Regions from separate parts of the Mus musculus genome. Here regions 1, 2 and 3 are each linked to region 4. A link is a contact called in public HiCAR-type and promoter capture Hi-C data. All regions are on one chromosome and are shown on one strand. Each heading gives the region's core, a stretch centred on a gene start, on an enhancer-like site or on the middle of the called end of the contact. The rest is flanking DNA. Distances are from core to core; before and after follow the strand shown.

Evidence for each region. Promoter capture Hi-C pulls out the DNA fragments that hold promoters and counts their contacts. HiCAR-type assays count read pairs that join an accessible place to other places. Capture Hi-C pulls out chosen DNA fragments and counts their contacts.
Region 1: a contact with region 4 is called in a HiCAR-type map of astrocytes, with 2.6 times the contacts expected there. The contact joins the promoter of Dgki here to the promoter of Ubn2 in region 4. A contact is called at or near these places in 1 of 39 promoter capture datasets (hippocampal neurons) and 1 of 115 datasets of contacts at active chromatin or transcription factors (astrocytes).
Region 2: a contact with region 4 is called in a promoter capture Hi-C map of pre-B cells, with 4 times the contacts expected there. The contact joins the promoter of Mrps33 here to the promoter of Ubn2 in region 4. A contact is called at or near these places in 1 of 39 promoter capture datasets (pre-B cells) and 1 of 115 datasets of contacts at active chromatin or transcription factors (pancreatic cancer cells).
Region 3: a contact with region 4 is called in a promoter capture Hi-C map of liver, with 2.9 times the contacts expected there. The contact joins the promoter of Ndufb2 here to the promoter of Ubn2 in region 4. A contact is called at or near these places in 1 of 39 promoter capture datasets (hippocampal neurons), 2 of 484 Hi-C or Micro-C datasets (CD4 T cells and rod photoreceptor) and 1 of 9 other capture datasets (liver).

The regions. Positions count from the first base shown.
Region 1 is chr6:37,298,303-37,301,421 of GRCm38.p6, forward strand. Dgki (diacylglycerol kinase, iota) reads right to left here and starts at 1,674. Exons shown (of 34, transcript NM_001081206.2): 1 at 1,261-1,674. The coding sequence starts at 1,646.
Region 2 is chr6:39,809,212-39,812,420 of GRCm38.p6, forward strand. Mrps33 (mitochondrial ribosomal protein S33) reads right to left here and starts at 1,725. Exons shown (of 3, transcript NM_010270.2): 1 at 1,653-1,725.
Region 3 is chr6:39,590,619-39,594,133 of GRCm38.p6, forward strand. Ndufb2 (NADH:ubiquinone oxidoreductase subunit B2) reads left to right here and starts at 1,947. Exons shown (of 4, transcript NM_001358797.1): 1 at 1,947-2,094. The coding sequence starts at 1,997.
Region 4 is chr6:38,432,504-38,435,876 of GRCm38.p6, forward strand. It overlaps Ubn2 (ubinuclein 2), which reads left to right and starts at 1,422. Exons shown (of 17, transcript NM_177185.4): 1 at 1,422-2,095. The coding sequence starts at 1,670.

The DNA.
Region 1 (3,119 bases), core at 424-2,923, 1.1 Mb before region 4:
AACCGGCATTTAGACACAGAGCACATGCCCTGATGACAGGGCCTCCAGTCCAGGCAATGCCTGTGGGGATTCCAGTGATTCACACACCTGCCCCCATAAACAGAGCACACCCTCGCAACCCACACACCTCTGTCATCTGCTTTTGCTTACATAACAGCACATGGTGTGACAGGCTTAATACTTTAGATGGTTTTTCTAGAAGAGAATGCTAACCCAAAAGGAGGAGGGCTCCAAAGATGCTTTCCTTGACCCGCCCCCCCCCCCTTTCCAAGTATCACTCTGAGACCCAGCAAGACTCTGCTTATGGCCTCAACTTTTAAAAATCACCAGTGAGGGTGGTCTCGGCGCCGTCTCTCGTGCCTGGGAATGGGAGAGCAGTGTAAGGAACCTATGAAATCTTCCCTTTGGTTTGGATCCTCACACAATTGGGGCTTCATAAAGCGTAATTGGGTGGACGTTCACCGTACACTGTCCTAGTGTCAAAGACACATCCAGCCTCAGGTGCCAGTGTGATCTCTTCTCACCAGCACTGGGACGGGGGGTGGGGGTGGGGTGGGGGCAGGGGGTTGGGGGGAGGTAAGCCTGGGAGTAGGCTGTCCACACTGAGAGAGGGAGAGAACACACAGGCATGTAACACCAACACCCACTGACATACTTACATACCTACAAGAAGAGACCCATAGCTCACTAGTCTTTAACAGACAAGAACGTCCCATAAGGATTTCTGTTCTGTATGGCTTATTCTTTGCTGCCTGTCAGAACAGATCTCAGCGATCCGGTTAGTGCCCAAGGCTCACCCAGTGAACTCGGCAAGGATGGGGGAGTGTGGAGATGACACTAGCCTAGGGACAACTTTGGCAACTCTTCTAACTGGGCATGTCTGGGTTTGCACCCCATACACTCACAGATGTGGTTTTGATCTTGTTCTGACCTTAGTGTTCTCTTCTGTTACAAGTGCACCCCTCCCTGGGTGTTACAGGGAGAAGAAGCTGGGGCACCCCACTTCTTCTCTTCAACCCAGAATTAGAGGATGAGAACAACATATCCCCAGGAGAGAGAGACAGATAGACAGACATACATAGAAGCAAAACCACGGAGGTACGAAGGTTGAAGAGAGAGAGAGAGAGAGAGAGAGAGAGAGAGAGAGAGAGAGAGAGAGAGAGAGAGACTGAACCCCAACTCTACAGAAGTGCCTCTCTGGAGCTAGAGCAAGTGTCCCCCGCCCTGGGCGGCACCTGTCTCGCTAGCTCCCGCGCCTACCTGTAAGAGACCTGCTTCCGGAAAGTTAAGTCCCTCAGCTTCTCCTCCAGCGCCTCTTCCTTCTCTTTCTGTCCGGCGGCCGCGGGCTCCTCCAAGGCAGCAGCAGCCGCTGCCCCTGCACCCCGCGGGTCCGCGCCGCCCTCGGCGCCCAGGCAGCAGCTCCCGGCGCCGCTTCCGCTGCTGCTGCTGCCACCCGTCGCCCCTCTCTCCTCTCCCGCCGAGGAGCTGGGGTTCATGGCGACCGCTCCGGCGGCCGCGAAAGAAGCCGAGGTGGTGCCGCTGCAGAGGCCGGTCGGGCTGAGGGCGCTGGAGGCGGCGGGAGCGCGGGCAGGTCCGCGCGCCGCTGGCAGGGGCAGCAAATGGCAGCCCCTTCCCGCAGCATCCATCCGCGGCTGCACCGCACCGGGGCATTGTGGGAAACTCCGTGCCTCCACTCCCCCTCCCCAACCAATCAGAGGCCACCTCTCTCCGCCTCCCCTCGGCCTCGCCCGACCAGCCGGCTCCCTCCAATTCTCCCACCCCTTCTCCTTTTTCTAAATCCAGAGCAAAAGCCGGGACTGAACTTGAACTCTGCCTGCAGGCAATGGATCGCAGTGGAGGAGAGAGGGAAAGGGTGGGAGCCGCGGGGCTTAGGACGCTGGGGACAAACACTGGTCATCAAGAAAGGAGAGTGCCCAGGGAAACTTGGAGGCAAGCCGGGTTGCCGCGCCCTGGTTAGCGCACAAGGGAAGCGGACCCGGACCCAGGAGCTACTCAGCACTGATGAGCTGCTGGGCACATCTCAGTCCAGTCCACTGATGACAGATGCCCGAGGCAGCATTTTGTCCGTCACCTTCTTGCAGCATCAGAGCTGGCGCCAAGCAGTAACCTCCAGACGTGGGGGACCTTTGGAGGCCGGGGTGGTGGGGTGTATCTGGAGGAACCTTGGGAGGAATTTTTTAACCATGTGAATTATGGAAGGGGCTAGATTTAAGCTCCCGCTTCTTCTTCTCAAGGAGAGGGTCGGTCGGGACATCTTCACCCATGAACGCCCGCGCCTAGATCCTTGCTTGGTGCCTTCTAAAAGCTTAAAGATGCTCCCTAAACAGCTGTTAATTAGATTGAATCGGATCACAGGATCCTCGGTGAAGCAGAAGGCTGAGAGCAGAAGTGGGGACCCGAGCGCCTCGTGCTGTGGGTTCCTATGCTAAGGGTTCACAAGAAGAGGACAGGAGGAGCTAGCCCAGGAAGGGGCTTCTACCGGTTCAGACACCAAGGCTGAAACCTAATGCGCTGGAGGAATGTAATGTCTGCTCTCTCAGTTTTTTGTTTCTAAGACTATTGAAATCTGTGCGGTTTGAACGATGGGCAACGAAGTGTTTAAGACAGATCATTTTCTAAATTAGATGTTTTTCACCCAGGAAATCTCTGCTGTCAGGAAACGCGAGAAAGATCTATGCTCAACAGTAAGTGCAAGTAACCAAACTACCTATGTAGATGTATGTGCTAGTAAAGATGGCCTTCTTTTGCCCTAAAATTAGGAGGTTGAGCAAAGGAATCTCAAGCCTCGCCCAGCTCTCACGGTGTGCAGTTCCCCTCACATGTACATTATATAAGACAGGGCAGGGACTTTTTCAGGGAGAAAGGGAAAAAGACTACCTGTTGGGGATCAGCACTACACACACACACACACACACACACACACACACACACACATACACACATACACACACATACATGCATACACACACATACATGCATACACACACACATACACACACACACACACACACACACACACACACACACACACACACACACACACACACATCTGGATTTCCCTAACATCTTTCAAGTGACTTTCTTCACACCCAGGCTAG
Region 2 (3,209 bases), core at 475-2,974, 1.4 Mb after region 4:
AGACCCTGTCTCACCACAAAAACACAGGCTAAAATGCCTGCTTTCTGTAACTGGTCCTAGGGCGGATGCATTGCTACCTCCCTTCTCCCTTCTTTAACTTAAAAAAAAAAAAAAAAGAAGAGGCTGGAAAGATGGCTTAGCAGTTTAGGTGCTTGTCACCAGGCCTGCCATCTGACTGTGATCTCTGGGACTCCCCTAAGGTGACCTCTGCATGCCTGAGCACACACACATACATGTAAAGGGCTATTTAAAAATTTAGGACGTTTTGAGATTTCAGTATGCTTTCCTAAAGGATTTCAATTTTATGAAAGAATATAACCTTTTAAATTATATAACATTAAGTCAAATGATTTACATGCCAATTAGATTTCAATTCACATAAAATTATCCTAGGAGTTACACAATAGGGTAAAAATTAAAAACAAACAAACAAAAGTTATTTGTGGGTGGGTCTGTGTGACTATGTTCCCAGGGAGGCAAGATGGAGAGGGTTCCCCTAGACCAGTAGTTCTCAATCTTCCTAATGCGGCGTTCCTTTAATACAGTTCCTTATGTCGTGCTGACCCCTCTACCATAAAATTATTTCATTTCTACTTCATAACTGCAGTTCTGCTATTGTTATGAATTTATGAATTGTAATGTAAATATCTGATATGCAGGATATCTGATATGTGACTCACAGGTTGAGAACCTCTGCCCTATAATGGTGTTATACGTGGTTGTGAGTTATCTGACTAGAAACTCAACCTGGATCCTGCAAGAGCAATATGCTCTATTAACTACTGAGCCATCTCTTCAGCCTCACAAATTAGTTCCTTTGAAATATCATGTTTCTTTAAATGTGAATGAAAGAAAAATACAGGTGAAAATAACCGTTGAAAATGAGAAGCAAAACCAAATTACTTAAATATGTCAAGCAAAACACATAAAGCCCACATCTGAAAATTCAGAACTCTTTTTTCCCCTTTTGGCATAAAAAGATAAGTTTATCTTTCTCATGGATCTATTTATTTAAAATGCTTGCAGGTACACTTGTGTGGGTATAAGTGTAGGTCAATTATCAACATCAGGAGTACAATTTACCTTATTATTTGAGTTTCGACTGACAAGGAAAGCTGAAGGCATAGTGCCTGCCTAATCACGACCCAAGGAATGCATACGAGTTGTTACTGAGAAGCAACGTGCTCAGAGCATTTAAAAACTGGTACCAATTATTTTACTGGGTCACAGGGCATGAACCCCTCCGAACAGATAACTTTATTTTTTTTTTTTTGTTCAGCATGCACAACTCATACTCTCCGCTGTCTGATTCGCGCACTCCTCCGGCGCTGGAAGCTGTAGTAGAGTCATTCATTTTCCCAAGCATCATCTAAACTGCATTTTAAATAACAATCAACAAATATCGCCGGCGCATCCCACACAAAACTGAGTGCGAGGGCGGGCTCACTAGGAGAAAGGAAGTGCGTTTTTGGTTTGTTCAGTTCCCCACAGGATAAGGGGAAAGCCTCGGGTGTTTGTGGGGTACACGTGGAAGCTCCAGGAAGGCCCCTAACTGACTCGACTGGATCTGGCAATTCCACCAGGTTAGGGACCCGGGTCCGCCCGCACCGCCGCCGCCCTCTGCTGTGACCCCAGCGCTCCGCTTGCCTTACCTGCTCCTGACCTCGCGCACGCGCGTCCCCGGAAGGCCCGCCCCCCTTTACTTGCTTCCCAGCTCCAGAGAGCAGGAGAGAGGCGGAAGCTTGATGGCTAGAGCGGAGTCGGCGGACAACCCGGAACTACTCTCACTCCCTGGGGGCGGGACCTCGGGCGACACCTAGCGGCCGCGCTCGCTCTGAGCCCAGGGCCTCCGCCCGCGAGGAAAGCCGGGTTGTGTGGGTGTGGTTCTGAGAGTGGGGGAGCCTTGGCTATCCAGGAAGGTTCTAGAGGGACCACACGCATCATTTTGTCGAGAATAGCCAGAGCTGAGTCCCTCCTCGCTGAAGCTCCTTGCTCTGTGATAATAGAATGAAATGCAGTATTTTTCCTTTGTCTTCACGTTTCATTTTTCTTTTCATTAGAGCTTATGCTCTTTGCGTTCCAAAGATACTTGATGCTAGCTCAGAGTCTTTCTGACCGTGTTGGGTTCCTATCAATCAAGGAGTTGAGCTGTGGTTCTCTTTTCGGGGTACAGGGATAGAACTCTTGGATAGGAGATAGACAGGAGCAGTAACACAGAGAAATTGTGTTTTGGAAGATAGCCTAAGTTCTGCTTCTCTTTGTACATTTGGATAAGCTAGTGTAAAACTCTGTCCCCAGCCTTTTTCTTTTCTTTTCTTTTTTTGTTTTGTTTTGTTTGTTGAGACAGGGTTTCTCTATGTAGCATTGGCTGTCTTGGAACTCACCGTGTAGACCAGGCTGGCCTCAAACTCAGAGACCCATCTGCCTCTGCCTCCTGAGTGCTGGGATTAAAGGTACACACCTGGGCCGTCAATCCCAGACTCAAACTTTTATGATAAACTCTCAATTGTTTTTTAAAAGCAAGATGTCTTAATTGTGGAGCAAGAAAATATCGTAACGGACAGTATGAGATCAATCATGAGATCTTGAGCAATCTCAAAAGAAATCAGATATGTGGGCCAAGAAAACTGCAGCTTTATCTGCGCAGCTGTGTCAGCTGCGGGTCAGAGTGCCCTTTACCGTTGACTGTCCTTGGGAATGAAGATAGGTTGCTCATACCGCATCAACAACTAAGGTACCGGGGTATTTGCCTACGTGTGCACCAGTGAAGGGTCAGCATCCTGCAGAGACCATGACTTCATTACGATATTATTTTCATTGTGGGCTTGGCCAGGATAAGCTTTTCTAGAGGATCCTGAGAAGAAATATCCTTCAAAAGTGATCTGACCCACCGTGACTTAGGAAAGAAAAAGGCTCGCCCTACTCTATCACTATGACACCCACTTTATAAATGTAAGAATTAAAAAAAAAATACGACGGGGAATCTACTGTGCTCTTGCCCTTCTCTTTGGAACAGCTCACTCCTTGAAATCTTCGCTTGCTTTGTTAGATAAACTGCTTACACTGTGTGTCTCCTCTGAATTTCTTCCTTGAAAAAACAAGAGCTGAGAGACCGCCTCTCATAAAAAAGGCATGTCTCCTCGGCAAGCCTTTCACTGACAACAGAAACACTATCAGTATTTCGCTCCTTGCAAAATCTGCTTTCAATA
Region 3 (3,515 bases), core at 697-3,196, 1.2 Mb after region 4:
AAAGCCAGTGAAGTAGCTTAGCAGGTTCCAAGAATAGAGGTGTGTTCGGCCACACCTTCTGGTCTGAGTTCATGGGACCTGCATGACAAAGGAGAACCAATTCCTGCAGATTTCCTCTGACTGCGTGGATGCAGTGGCAACACACACACACACACACACACACAAATAAAATAATGGAAGCCTGGATCTCAGATGGCAGAAGAAGAGAATAATCTCTTGATTGACTGTGCTCTGATCACCACATTTATGCCATGGTACATGTGAGCCCACACATAACAACACTCAAGGTCTCCCTTGGGTTTGACTCCTAGGACAGGTTTCCTGTTACATAAAAGGGCAAAGAGGCCCACATATGGGCACAGAAGGCAAATTATCAGTCATATTTGATGCTTCCAAGTCACTAAATTCAAGTCTGGCCTTGATGAGTACTTGACTCTTGAATATGAAACATCATAGCAAATTTCTAATATGTGATGTTGGTACACTAATGTTATAACCTAAAACTGCATGTTCTTCAAATCAACCAACCCAAACCATAATGTACCAGGGAAGACCTTGTTGGAATCAATATTCTTGGTATCACACACACCCCTACCCACTAGATCATAGCGAAAGTAATCCTGCAAAGCAACATATTATTATTATTATTATTAATTTTTCTTTTGGTAAAATGTGCCATAACTTACAGTGGCCTTGCAAGCACACTAGGGCGGGAAGTTCAGTTGTTATTCTAATACAGGTGATGACTGTGTCTCATCCTATTGGTAGAGTGCGACCTCAGACTCTGCCATGGTTGGATAGTTCCTAATAGATGCAAAGGAAGGAGGGAAGGAAGGGGTCCATAGCTCTTGTCGTCAGAATGGAAGGCCTTTGTGTAAACAGGTTTTCCAGATGATTAAAATACTTGAATAATTTTACAAGGTGGAGATTATTAGAGTATTGACTGTTGGTGTGCTAGCTACTGTTTATAGAAAAAAGTCCGTTTCTCACAACCTCTTGGGGTTAGGAGTAGTCTTAGGTTTGGAGTCTATCCAGATTTCAACAGAGGCAATACTGAGAGAAAAAAGCAGGCCGAGGAAGGCGGACTATTTTAATAGCCAGTGGAGCCTTTGTTTCTTGAAGGAAATCTGAAGTGAGTGAAAAAATTAGTTTTTCTGGAAAGATGACAGTAGGCTATCCTATAGACCTAGTAACTCGGAACAGATATGTATGTCTTGTTTTATGAGGATGAGCTTGAAAATTCATATTCCCTCCCCACTAATGGCCGGAGACTGAGCGCATCTGCGCGTCTACGTGCATCTATTTGTGTTACAGCTCCCACTGCGAGTACATTTCTACGGCTGAAGTCAGGTCTCGATTTGTTGCCATCTTGGTGTTGCATCTTAACTGGACTGCCCTCATGTCCTTATTTTTCTGCTTGCTTATTACATTAATAACAAGAGGAAATGCCAAAAAACCTCGAATTGGCTAAGGCTCGAGGCGTTAGGAACTTTCCCCCATGTTCCTGGCCGACTTATTCCGAGTGTGCCGGGTTGGGTTCCTCAGGTGATTCCCGTGCCACCAGTCCAGGTTCTGAAATTTAACACCCTGGCTGATTAGTCATTCAGAACAATGCTGAAACAACGATGCTATAAAATAAACATTGCGATGTTATAAAATAAACATTGCGTGGTTCAGAAAGGGCTTAGGCCTTTAACAAGGGCCCACAGTGGCAAGAACATGCATGAAAGCACCGTCTATATGAGCCAAAGCAGGGAGCAGCAGTAAGGTCAGCCAAGAGCACCTTGCCAGGCTGTGCCACGAGGCAGCCAGGGCTCCTCCTGAAGGACGACCTATCTGCCCGTTAACCTGGAGCCTCTAAGGTCCGCCAATGGCTTGAACTTGTCCCCTGTGGCCTACCATCAGCCCGGGTAGAGACGCAGTGCGACGCAGTGACGTCACGGGCCGGGACTCGGGGAAGTGACGCATCAGGGGTGGGAACTGCAGTCTTGCTAGTATGTCTGCGCTCACCCGTCTGGTACCTTTCGGCCGCGTCGGAGGCCGCCTGCTCCGGGGCTGCCGCGCGCGGGCGGCTGGAGACAGTGGAGTCCGTCAGTGAGTGTCGGGCGGGGGCGAGGGTTCGGCCGGCTTGAACAGGCAGCGCTGCCATCCGGACGCTGTCACCTTGAAGCAGTCGCCCGGGAGGGTGCGTGAAACTCCGCTGCCGCCCGAGGCATGCTGGGTCTTGTAGTTTTGCCTGGACCGAGACTGGCCTTTTAGTCGGCTTGGTGGGCTAGAGGTGAAGGGATGGCGCAGGGTTGCGGGAGAGAGGCGTTAACTAAGACCCGAGTGATAAGAATCCAGTCCCGCACAGTCTCCCGGACTGAGCCTTCCAAGCAGCTGGCTAGTGGAGGTCCCGAGCGCATGGAGACGGGTGGAGATGGGCTCAGAGACAAGACGGGTCCAGGCAGGGCAGACACGGAGACCTTGAGTCAGTAAGGTAGTATAGTCTGTTCTTTTCACCATTAGGTACATTTTTACGATTAAAATTTGGCACTTTTTTTGAGCCTCACTGTGTAGCCTCGACTGACCTGGAACTCATTAGTGATCCTCCTGTCTCTGCTTTCGGAGTGCTGGGATTAAAGGCGTGCGCCCCCAAGTCAGTGTTTAGATTTGGCACTTTAAATCCTAGATTGGATGCTGTGTCTTACTCATTTTGCCTTCTCTCCACCCGAGATTTGTAATACTTATAGCTTTATTTTGTTGTATTGATCTGTCTCTCAGTCTCTGTCTGTCTCTGTCTCTCTGTCTCTGTCTCTCTCTCGCTCGCATATAACCTGGCAGGTTTTGTCCACCGAGATTTCTTTTAAGATCTTCATACCGTTTTGGGGATGCTTCCCGTCCAGTTTCACTACTTAGCTTGGATTTCCCTTACCTCCAACGGGGGAAGAAGGGTTCCACTATTCATCTAAGTTCCCAGCCCTTGGTTTGGGTTTTTGGGCCACAAAAGGTCCAACCCAGCAATAGTTCAGGTGGAAACTTACCTGAAGTTTGGCTTCTGGTAACTAAGTTTCAGTTTCCTTCTCGTTGATTTATTATTACTTTTCGCCCTTTCATTATGGGGCTACAGCTTGATTCAGGAGTCTAATGATAGACCACTTGTCTTGGGTCTCTGAGTCGTCAGAGTGGGATCCCTGTGAATGCCAGCTTCAGTACTGGCTTCCCAGGCATTTGTGCTCAGTTACTGATACTTTTTTTTTTTTTTTTAAGATTTATTTATTTATTATATGAAAGTACATTGTAGCTGTCTTCAGACACTTCAGAAGAGGGAGTCAGATCTCGTGTACGGATGGTTGTGAGCCACCATGTGGTTGCTGGGATTTGAACTCTGGACCTTCGGAAGAGCAGTCGGGTGCTCTTACCCACTGAGCCATCTCACCAGCCCCCCAGTTACTGATACTTGAAAAAGGACCTTTTATTTATTTCATTTTAGCATCATGTTTATTTTAATTGGGAGACCCCTCAGGGTATCTAGA
Region 4 (3,373 bases), core at 172-2,671:
TTCATCATCTTCCTCTTTTTTTTTTCTTGTTGCTGCTGCCAGTTTTTTTTTTTTTTTTTTTTCCAGACAGGGTCTCACTATGTAGGTCTGGCTGTCTTAGAAGTCACTAAATAGACCAGGCTGGCCTTGAACTCATAGAGATCCGCCTGGCTCCAGAGTGCACCCACTTCCATTAAGAAGTGTTAGCTGGCCGGGCGTGGTGGCGCATGCCTTTAATCCCAGCACTCGGTAGGCAGAGGCCAGCCTGGTCTACAGAGTGAGTTCCAGGACAGCCAGGGCTACACAGAGTAACCCTGTCTCAAAAAACCAAAAAAAAAAAAAAAAAAAAAAAAAAAGAAGTGTTAGCTGACCTGCAGTTGTCTATGTGGACCATGTTGAAATGTAACAGCCTGTATCTTCCTGACACTAAAGGGATACATCTCTACACCTGGCTTAGAGCTAGCACAATCTTTTGGGTTGAACATTCCATCACCATTTGGTACACCTTTGGAAAGGAATAGAAGAGCAAATATTAAAAACGTCTGTGACGACTCTTTGACTCAGCTCTTCAACATCTAATATAGTTGATGCAATTAACAAGCTTGGGTTTCCTTGAGGATGCGGCAAGGGAGTCTTTCAATTCCCTTTCTATTGAATAGATGAAAAGGGCTAGTAATTCTCGTCCGTTAAAATCTGAATTCCAGTTCGTTTCCCACGATGCTCCAACGAAGCCTAAGCAACGCTCCTTCCCACTCAAAGATGAGCCGTGAATTTTCTTCCCCCGGGAGCATGTCCCCTAAAATAACACCAAAGGCTGCCAAGACGTTCAAGTCTTCAAGAACTGTTCCTTTGCCAGTTCAATTTCCCAACTGAGGCGCGTCACTGAACGTCTCACCGCCATGCGCAAAGCGGCTAGGAAGAGGTGTGGGAGGCAGCGGTGTGGGAGGCAGCGTAGCGCTTTCGGGAGGGGTCTGAGGAGAGTTTAGTTTTCGCCTTTCTACCCTGGACACCTCAGGTGACGGGACAACAGACCGGCGGGCCCGGCGCCGGGCCGCGAGCCCCTCACCCCTGCCCTGGGTCCGCCTGGAATCCTCAGCTGACAACCCTGTTCCCCAGCGCCGAGAGCCAGAGGCCAACGTCGGGCGGGACCCGGCGCCATGACTGTGTCGGTCCCAGGCACATCGCGACGCTCACCCTAAGGGATCGGCGAGCGTGCCTCGGTTTCCGGGCGAGAGGAGGAAATCACTCAGGGAACCCCAAACCCCTCCTTTGAAAGCAAAGCAGAGAGCGTCCCCGTTGCCACGGAGACAGGCCTGTCTGTGACGTCACTTCCGCCGAGCTGTCTGGCCTCCAGACTGTTGAGAGGAAAAGGGGAAAACTGAGCAACAGCCACGACTGTGGACGCGAGCGTCTCGAGTGTGCGCATGCGCCCGCTCAGCGGCCTGCTTCTATTTATGTGGGGGATCCAACATGGCGGCTGCGGCGACCCTGGCGATGGCGGTGGAGCCCATCAGAACGTAGTAGCGGGGACGGGGACCCGGTCCGCACTCACGGTGGCGTCCGCGGGGACAGCTGAGGGTGCTGGAGGGAAGAAAAGTGACGGAGAGCAGAAGGAGAGGCGGGCAGGCGCGCCGTGCGGCGTCGAGGCGAGAGCCGGCTCGAGCGAGCGCCGAGGGCCAGAACAGTGGGGATGGCGGAGCCGCGCAGAGTCGCGTTCATTAGCCTGTCACCGGTGAGGCGACGCGAGGCCGACTTCGCGGGCGCCGAGCGCGAGCCCCCCCGACTGGAGCCGCAGCCGTACCGCGAGCCGGCCCGGGCGGAGCCGGCCCCCCGCGCTGACGCGCAGCCCCCGGCGCGCGACAAGCCGCTCCCCCAGCGCGAGGTCAGCCGCGCCGAGCCGCCCATGGCGCTGCAGCGCGAGCCCCCGCGGCCCGAGCCGCCGCCGCCGCCGCTGCCCCTGCAGACTCCCCCTCCGCGGGAGTCGGCTTCCCGGGCGGAGCCGCCGCCGCGACCGCCGAAGGAGACGGTTCGCCTGGAGCTGGTGCTCAAGGACCCCACGGACGAAAGCTGCGTGGAGTTCAGCTACCCGGAGCTGCTGCTGTGCGGAGAACAACGGGTACAGAGGGTCCCTCCCTCCCGGCCGCCCCACAGCCCGGGCGCCTCCGGACCCGCCGCCTGCCCGGGCTGCTCTGCACTTCGCTCGCCCCGGGGGTGGGGTGGCGGGGGCCGGGCAGCTAGACGGGGCGGGAGCTGCGCGGCTCGGCCCTCCTGGGTGGCCGATGCTGCCCCCACCACACCGCGCCGAGCCGGTTTTCCTGTGCACCTTTCGAAACCTCAGCTTTTTCCTCCTTTTCCTTTCTGTTCCCCACACCAAATCCCGAGGCCCTGTGAGCCGTGCGGCTAGCTTCTTGTGGCACTTCCATCTGTCGTTCCGGTAGAAGGGAAGCGAAAAAAAAACCTTGGGGGACACGCCCCCCGGTCTGAAGCGGAGAGATTGTGTGACCCCTTCTCGGCTCATCCTCATCCTTCCTCAACCCAGCTGTACCGTGCGCCAGGGCTGCTGAGATGGGCTCGTGGCCGGGTGGTTTATTTTCCTTGATTGAAGGGGATTTAAGAGAAATTAAACATTTTCAGAAACTAATGATTCCACGTTAGGAATGAAAAAGTGGATTCGTAATGTGGTTGCACTTGTGTTGGTAAATATTGTTAGCTTTGTGTGTGTGTGTGTGTGTGTGTGTGTGTGTTGAGTTTGTGCACATTGTCTTTGAATGGAAAGGTCTCTTGTCTTACCCGGTGGCTGCCCAGTCATATTATTTGAGTGGCTCTCATTAGTTCGAATTGGGAGCATTTTGTCCGTTGTGGATTTCTGGAGAATGACGGAAAAAAAAAAAAAAAAAAAAAACATTCGCTTTGGATCAAAAAAAAAAAAACTTAGGAAAATACATCGGTATGCTTTTGAGGGAACCGGTGAACAATGGGATTAGGACAGCGGTTTGTCGGTGATTGTAATTTTTATTGTTGTGGGCTGGTGATCTTTAGGAAGGGGAGATGGGAGAGAGAGAGACAGAGGCAGGAGACAGACATTGCTCTCTTGTTTAGCGACTATGCTCTTTATTAGGCTGGGCTTTCTAATGAACTGCAGAATTCATTATTTCCTTTCAACTATCTTTGTTTTGCAGTGGATTACTCTATAGTCAAAAGTCTCACATTGAATAATATCATTAGTCTGTGTTCATTTTGCGCCAGTTAATCCTTTGATGGCTAGTTACAAGTATGGTGTGGCCATCATTACTAAATGTTTTCAGAGAAATCGAATTGTTAGGGGTAGAGACCATTTTGGTCACTTCCACTAGTACTTTGTCCTGTAAACTCAATTCATTCATAACCCTTTCTG